Linked DNA regions of Sus scrofa: region 2 is linked to region 1. A link is a contact called in public HiChIP or PLAC-seq data. All regions are on one chromosome and are shown on one strand. The core of a region is the stretch at or near the end of the contact, and the rest is flanking DNA. Distances in the headings are between cores, read along the strand shown. Region 1 overlaps FAM214A (protein FAM214A). Region 2 overlaps MAPK6 (mitogen-activated protein kinase 6).

The links. HiChIP or PLAC-seq counts read pairs in DNA pulled down with a chosen protein or histone mark.
Region 2: a contact with region 1 is called in an H3K27ac HiChIP or PLAC-seq map of skeletal muscle, with 3 times the contacts expected there. The contact joins two enhancer-like sites. A contact is called at or near these places in 1 of 47 Hi-C or Micro-C datasets (skeletal muscle) and 2 of 2 datasets of contacts at active chromatin or transcription factors (alveolar macrophages and skeletal muscle).

Annotation. Positions count from the first base shown.
Region 1 is chr1:119,035,290-119,039,109 of Sscrofa11.1, reverse strand. All of the region lies in intron 2 of FAM214A (protein FAM214A), which reads right to left. Among named protein-coding and RNA genes, the nearest start is that of FAM214A, 43 kb to the right of the region's middle. Within about 2 kb of position 2,304, at least 1 of the 83 cell types and tissues checked has an H3K27ac peak or open chromatin away from gene starts, as enhancers often do. A contact at or near this core is called in skeletal muscle, where this site is marked.
Region 2 is chr1:119,744,176-119,748,480 of Sscrofa11.1, reverse strand. The region is part of intron 1 of MAPK6 (mitogen-activated protein kinase 6); the gene reads left to right. Among named protein-coding and RNA genes, the nearest start is that of MAPK6, 25 kb to the left of the region's middle. Within about 2 kb of position 2,435, at least 6 of the 83 cell types and tissues checked have an H3K27ac peak or open chromatin away from gene starts, as enhancers often do. A contact at or near this core is called in skeletal muscle, where this site is marked.

The DNA.
Region 1 (3,820 bases), core at 1,055-3,554:
GCAGCTTACCCTTAAATTATAAACACAAAACAAAACAAAAAAGTTCCCATGTCTCTATGCCTAATCTACCTACCTATCACTTAAGAGAGATGAAACAAAAGTGGTAAAATGTTCACAATCTATGAAAAGGTATTTGGTTGTTAATTGTATGATTTCAACTTTCCCTGTGGGTTTGAAACTTTTAAAAATCAGATGTAAACTAAATTATAGAGCAAGCAATGTGGGAAAGATTAACAAAATCCTACAGCCAATTCTTTTGTATATTAAAAAATGTTTGTATATGGTGAGTTCCCATGGTAACACAGTAGTAATGAACCTGACTAACACCCATGAGGACGCGGGTTCGATCCCTGGCCTTGCTCAGTGAGTTAAGGATCCGGCGTTGCTGTGTGCTGTGGTATAGGTCAGACACAGCTCAGATCTGGCATTGCTGTGGCTATAGTGTAGGCCAGCAAGTGCAGCTCCAATTCAGCCCCTAGCCTGGGAACCTCCATATACCACAGATGTAGCCCTAAAAAGACAAAAAAAAAAAAAAAAGTTTCTGGGGAGTTCCTGTTGTGGCTCAAACTAGTATTCATGAGGATGCAGGTTCAATCCCTGGCCTCTCTCAGTGGGTTAAGGTTCCAGTCTTGCCATGAGCTGTGATGTAGGTTGCAGATATGGCTAGGATCCCACATTGCCATGGCTGTGGTGTAGGCCAGCAGCTGCAGCTCCAATTCAACCCCTAGCCTGGGAAATTCCATTTGCCATGGGTATGGCCCTAGAAAGAAAAAAAAAAAAAGTTTTTTGTATGTCAAAATATTGTGAAGTATACCAAACATAATATAGAGCTTTAACCTAAAGTTGTTTTTAAGATCAAAGCCTTAAAAGCAATTTGCCAATATTTAGTGCTAAAGTTACATATTCTCTTACCATTATAAATCTAAGTAGAAAAGACTCACTAGATAATGCAACAAATCTTAATATCTTTTTACCAAAAAATGGCTGATTTGGTTAAAAAATGTAAAAGAATTCTCTAGAGAGCAGGATAAAGTTTTATAAATGGCCTGATTTTACCTATTGTAAACAAATTTAATTCCATTCAAGAATACATAAGTTTAGGAGTTCCCGTCATGGCTCAGCGGTTAACGAATCTGACTAGGAACCATGAGGTTGTGGGTTCGATCCCTGCCCTTGCTCAGTGGGTTAAGGATCCCGCATTGCTGTGAGCTATGGTGTAGGTTGCCAACGCGGCTCGGATCCCGCGTTGCTATGGCTCTGGCATAGGCCGGTGGCTGCAGTTCCGATTCGACCCCTAGCCTGATAACCTCCATGTGCCACCGGTGCAGCCCTAGAAAAGGCAAAAAAGAAAAAAAAAAAAAAAAGAATATATAAGTTTAGGGAGTTCCCATTGTGGTACAGCGGAAATGAATTCGACCAGTATGCATGAGGACTTGGATTCCATCCCTGGCCTTGATCAGTGGGTCAGGAACCTGGCATTGCCGTGAGCTGTGGTGTAGGTCAAAGACGTGGCTTGGATCCCATGTTGCTTTGGCTGTGGCTTAAGGTGGCAGCTGTAGCTCCAATTGGACCCCTAGCCTGAAAATTCCCATATGTCACAAGCACAGCCCTAAAAAGCAGAAAAAAAAAAAAGAATATGTAAGTTTAAAAGTGGGAAAATAAAAAATAAAAAATTCATATTAATTTAAAATGTTAATTTTTTTTTTTTTTGCCTTTTTGCCTTTTTGCTATTTCTTGGGCCGCCCCTGCAGCATATGGAGGTTCCCAGGCTAGGGGTCGAATCGGAGCCATAGCCACCAGCCTACGCCAGAGCCACAGCAACGCGGGATCCGAGCCGCATCTGCAACCTACACCACAGCTCACGGCAACGCCGGATCGCAAAATGTTAATTTCTAATTATAAACTGCTTATACTCTCAAAAAGGTTAAGTTTTAAAGTCCAAATAATGGTCATACTTTGAATAAATATCATTATTTGTATATACAAAGAAATAAACAAAAAATAATTACAAATAATAAGTTATGACTAGATACCCTGGCTAGCCTACCAAAGTTTTCTTGACCTATAATAATTAGGCCCTTACTTGTAGCATCATGGAACAAGTCTACATTCAGGGTCACAGAAGTAGAAGGGCCATGCTCCAAGCACTGAATCAATCCTAGGTAATATTCTGAAATTAAGAAAAAAGCAATTTGGGGCACCATTTGACCATTCTAATAATTTCTATCAGCCTCCTTCTAGTGTTCACTCCCACCCCAACCTCTTTGCCCTAACACTGTTCTAAATGCTCCTAATGGTGTATGATCACCCAGAAATAGGTAGTGTGCTCCAATTACCTACTTTCCATCTCCCTTGCATGCACATTACAGGTGTGTACTTCAGTGCTGGTTTTCAATTCCTCTAATTGTATACTCCAGAATACAAAGATCAAAGCAACAAACAATAACGGTCTATTGATCCTATGCCTTTTATAACTAGCTTTCACTATACAGCACCCAAACACACATTTCCTATGCGCAGCTGATCTAAGTTGCATATCCTTGCAAGTAAAACACTTCACAATCCCTATCCTGTGCCAGGCACATACTAGGTACTAAGCCACAAATTCTCAGTTCATCTCTCCCACAATCCTTAAAGTTGATGGTATTAAAATAAAAAGAATTGAAGTTCTGACTGGTTATGTAATTTGCTCAAGGTCATTTTGCTGACAAGTGCTAAAGTTAGAATTATGATCTAGGTTTGACCTTAAAGCCTTAGGGTCTTAAATCTTCCTTTATGGCATATTGCTGAAAAGGATCTAGTTGAGCTAATTTTATAACAAAATATGACCATCATTTCAATACTCCTCAAAAATTTGTAATTAAATATGCATTTATTAATCTAAGTGGTATCTCTAGTGAGTGTACTTTCAGTCAGGATAACAAGGAGAAACTTTCAAAACAGCAAAAACCAGGCACGGTGTGAACAGATATTTTTAGACAGTGACCCCACCTAAGATATGCTTGAGAGCACCTGGCCTTTCCTCACCTATACAGATGATCCTGTCCATTGGGAAAACCAGTCAACATATACAGGATTTCATACCTCATATAAAGTTTTTGGCACATTGTCTTACCTGAAACTCAGAAGCAACACTTTGAGCCCAGGACATTTTACAGATGAGAAAACAGGTTTGGAAGACCCAAGTCATAGAACCTATAAGTAACAGAATGGACCCCAAATCTAAACCCTAAATCCTTTGAGTGTTTATCTTACTTATACTCATAAATCTGAAGTTCACCAATCAATTTAATCTCTCTCTTTTTCAAAGAAAAAGCAACAGGAACAAATTCAGCATGGTGGATGGAGAGCAAAGCGCTACCAGCAAATGTTTGTGAGTGGATCATTTATTAAGTAGATGTATATAAACTGGTGGCCATTTATACAAGCTTTTGCCTACTCCTTGGTTATTTTACAGTATTTTATTTCAATTCAGTGAGATTTAATAAATTTAAAAACATAACTCTCAAATCCAACATCCATTTATGATAAAATACTACCAAAGTGGGTATAGAGGGAACATATCTCAACATAATCAAAGCCATTTATGACAACCCACAGCCAATATAATATTCAATGGAGAAAAGCTGAAAGCCTTCCCACTAAAACCTAGAACAAAAAAAGGATGCCCATTCTTATCACTTTTATTCAACATGGTATTGGAAGTCCTAGCCACAGAAGTCAGACCAAAAAAAAAAGAAAGAAAGAAAAAAGAAATCAAAGGTTTCCAAATTGGAAGAGGTAAAATTGTTACCATATAGAAGATGACATGTTACCGTAT
Region 2 (4,305 bases), core at 1,186-3,685, 710 kb before region 1:
TGTTGGCAGACCTGTGTGTTCACCAGAGGGTAAGGCTCCTAGAGGAATGCCAGGAAAGGAAAGCACCTTATTATCTTGGGGTCATCACTGATGTTCCCTCACGGTAGTTCAGAATGAGATCAGATTCTGGAAAAAAAAAAATGGGGGTAGAACTTGTCTTCTCCAAAACGTTCTACTACCAAGGAGACTATCCCATTTATAGTAATTCATTCAGTAGTTTTTGAGGTATCCACCAAGTACCAGGTACTATGCCCCCCAAATGTCAGTAAATCTACTTAGTCCTAGACCTTTTGTTTTATTTTGTTTTATTTTTAATTAATTAATTATTTTTTTTGCTTTTTAGGGCTGCACCTGAGGCATATGGAAGTTCCCAGGCTAGGGTTCAACTTGGAGCTACAGCTGCCAGCCTACGCCACAGCCACAGCAGCGCAGGATCCAAGCCACGTCTGCGACATACACAACAGCTCATGGCAACGCCAGATCCTTAACCCACTGAGCAAGGCCTCGTGGTTGTTAGTTGGATTTGTTTGCTCTGCACCGTGACTGGAACTCCAGACCTTTTATTTTAACAGAGCTATAACAAAGGGGAAGAGAGTGATGTTCTAGAAAAGGAAGATTAGAGGATTTGAAGTTAGAGATGAGATTGGGGATGGATGGCAAAAGGCAAGAGTGCTATTTGAAAAGAGAAGAGAAAGAAAACTTAATGGCACAGGGAGGAATCTGCTGCAATATTCTAAGAGTATGTGCTCCATGAGACCAGATATTTTTTTTAAGTTATTTTGACCCCTTCTCTACCTTCATGCCTAAAACAGTGCTTGACATTTGGTAAGCATGCAAAGTTTTGTTGAATAAAAAGGTAGTGGATGGATAGAAGAATTGAAGCTATGTTAGTGACAGCTGTTAACAACATCTAGATTTTCTCTGCTTCTGGGCCATGTTGGGATTGCATTTCCCTGATGCCTTGAAGTAAGTATGGCCATGTGATCTGCTTTGGTCAGTAAAATGTGAGTAGAAGTGAGTGTATCATTTTTGGATGAAGGTTCAGGCACCAGTGAGATGTTCCCACTCTGGCTGGAACATTGAGTGGCAATGATAGAGATGCTAAGTACTTCAAGAGTTTGGATAATAGCTATGATGAACTTGCTGCATGAGCAAGACTTAGGGGTTTGTTAAGTCTCTGAGATTTGGGGATTGTTGCTGTAACACTGTCTAACCTGACTACTACAGAAATTTATACTCATGTTTGTTTGGTTGGAATCCTCAGATTTCCACAGATACTTGAAGAAAGAGGCTGCCCACGTGTCTCTTGCTTGTATATTTGCACCAGTGTTTCCTTAACACTAGTTAGGAGAGGGGACTTAGAAATAAAGGCTCAGGCAGAAGGAAAATATGAGAGAGATGAATGGTTATTATAATTATTTTAAAATTTCCAGCTGTAAACTTGTTGAAGGGATTGTGTATTTTTAATGATTGATTTATAGCAATTTCAATCACATTTCCACCATTCTGGACATACCACCATAATAAGTGGGAACAAAAATTAGTGAAGTAAGATATTTGTACTGTGCTTTCGTAAATCATAGTTTTAGAATTGAAAGGGTCTTTAGAGATTCTTTGGCTAGTTTATCTGGCCTATGAAGTTTCAATATTCCAATATGGGTACCCTAAGGAAAATAGCAACTAGAAATGAGCATCAAAAGAAATATAATGAGAAGTTCCCATTGTGGCTCGGAGGTTTAAGAACCTGACTTGTATCCTTGAGGATGTGGGTTCAATCCCTGGCCCCGCTCAGTGGGTAAAGGATCTGGTATTGCTGCAAGCTGTGGCTTAGGTCACAGATGTGGCTCTGATCTGGTGTTGCTATTGCTGTGGTATAGCCTGACAGCTGCAGCTCTGATTTGACCCCTAGCCTAGGAACTTCCGTATATAGTAGGTTCAGCCCTTAAAAAAGAAAGAAGGAAGGAAGGAGGGAGGAAAGGAAGGAAGGAAATGACATTTATTTTATAATGGCCTTTTAAATGGTTGAAGTCCCTAATGTTAGAATGTATTTAGGCAGAGGTTCAGGGATAGAAGAGGAGTTTTTTCAAAACAGGATACTTTGTTAAAAACTGTGTAATCATCCATCTTTGGAAGTTTATCTCTGGAGCTCTGTAGTTACTGATAGCAGGCAAAACCAGTTGGGCTTGGATGCTTAAGTGTAAAGGTTTCTTTTCCACTCCAGGTTCCTAAGATGATCATTCACTGACACTAGTTTGCACTTTGAACGAGATCTAAATCCTGAGAGGAGTCCCTCATAACTCTTAGGGTTACCCTACATTTGGAGCAAGGGCTTTGCCGGGAATGCATATGCATGAGCAGCTAAGCTGTAGCTTTGGCCTTCTCTGCCCTCGAAACTTAGTAGTGTTGTTGAGAGCTTGAGAACATGATCTTAGGGAAGGGTAACTTTGCTATAACAACACCATTCTGTGCCAGGGTTAGGAGACAGTCCTAGGTGAATATAAGTAGAGCTCAACCTTTCCCTTCTCTCCAAAAGCAACTGGGTTTTGGCTGAGGAGATATGAGTCTAGCTGAATACCAGTTAACTCAGATTACTTACTGGACCCTGGAAAAGAGCAAAATAGGCAAGGGCTGTTGAAGGGGTGGGGGTAGGATTGTGGGTGAGCGTGACCAGATGACCCATGTCAGCGTTTAACCTGAGAAGTACCAGTCTGGAAGAGAAAACCAGACAAGTAACCTTTATGTTTAAGGTCCTTGCCTCAAACTTTGTGTTTTCTGACCCTGGCCAAGTTGTTCCTGGATAAGAAAGGAAAGATAAGAAAGGAAAGAAAATCCAGTTTTTATAGAATGTGGAGTTGGGGCAGAAGTTATTCTATGTTTTTATTTCTTTCATATGCATTTTATAATTTTATTTCATACACCAGGGCTTGACTCAGAGTACCTGCATTTTTCTTGGTGTGGGGGTAGGCTAAGTGACAAAACAGGAGGCAGATTTAGGGAATAAAAGAGAACTTGAGGTGATAGTGTGACTAATGCAGTTTCAGAGAACTGCCTTTTATTGTTGGAATCTAGTACCCAGCCTGGGCTACATACAGAGCTTTTATTTCTCCATATTTTGGTGGATCTGAAGGAAGACCAAAGAACCAATTTGTTTTTATAGATCATTCTCTGCACTTCATTTTATTTACCAAATTGTTAAAAACAAAACAACATTGACCCAGCTAATTAAAACTTAACTAATCGTCTCTCTCCAAGCAACACAGTAGCATTGAAGTTGGTAAGAATAGGTAATATTTGAAGGAGGAGAAATTGGAAGGGTGGTGGGAAGAGTCTTTTTAAAGTTACTGTCCGGTCTTAGTTTTCCTTATCCTCCCTTGAAGTATGTAGAAAGTGCAGAAGGAATATAGAACTGTGATCTTTCCTGAGTCTAAACCTTGATCTTTGCTTTTGTGAAGTTAACCATGAAAGATGGTGGAAAAAATGTCTAGAGGTTGTTGATGTGGATGGAGGATGCAGTGACCAGTAATCTACTGATCCACTTGAGGTGCATGTGCATGCTTTGATCAATCTAAGAATCTCCCAGATGGATGTGAAAGATGGAAGTGATTGTAGAGATCAGGATTTTGAATATAACTATCTTAAAGGTCAAGATGATAAGGAAGAAGCTATTTCCATGATTGCTAAGGGGGAGCCTGGAAGGCTTTTTATGGCTTTTTATGGCTTCCAGAGACACCCATCCTGACCTCTCTAATTAGATCAAGTCCCCCACTGTCTAGGCTCTCATAGCATCCTGTACTGCTTGTCTCTTCTGCATTCCCCTTTTTCCTGTTGTCAGTTTTTATTATTGTTGTTGTTGTTGTTGTTGTTGTCTTTTTGCCTTTTCTAGGGCCGTTCCCACTGCATATGGAGGTTCCCAGGCTAGGGGTCTAATCAGAGCTATAGCCGCTGGCCTACGCCAGAGCAACAGCAACGCGGGATCTGAGCCACGTCTGTGACCCCACACCACAGCTCACGGCAATCCTTAAACTACTGAGCAAGGCCAGGGATCGAACCCGCAGCCTCATGGTTCCTGGTCGGATTCGTTAACCACTGTGCCACGACGGGAACTCCTGTCAGTTTATTATTGTTTGTCTCTAGCCATACCATAAACTCTTGAGGGCAGGGCTCAAGCCTATCTTTACTTAACCATTTTATCCCAAGTTTTTAGTATATTGACACATACATTATATATAATTAGCAAATACTTGCTGAATAGGGCAGGACTGAATTGGAGACATTTCCTGTATCTACTTTATCATGCAGAAGTGT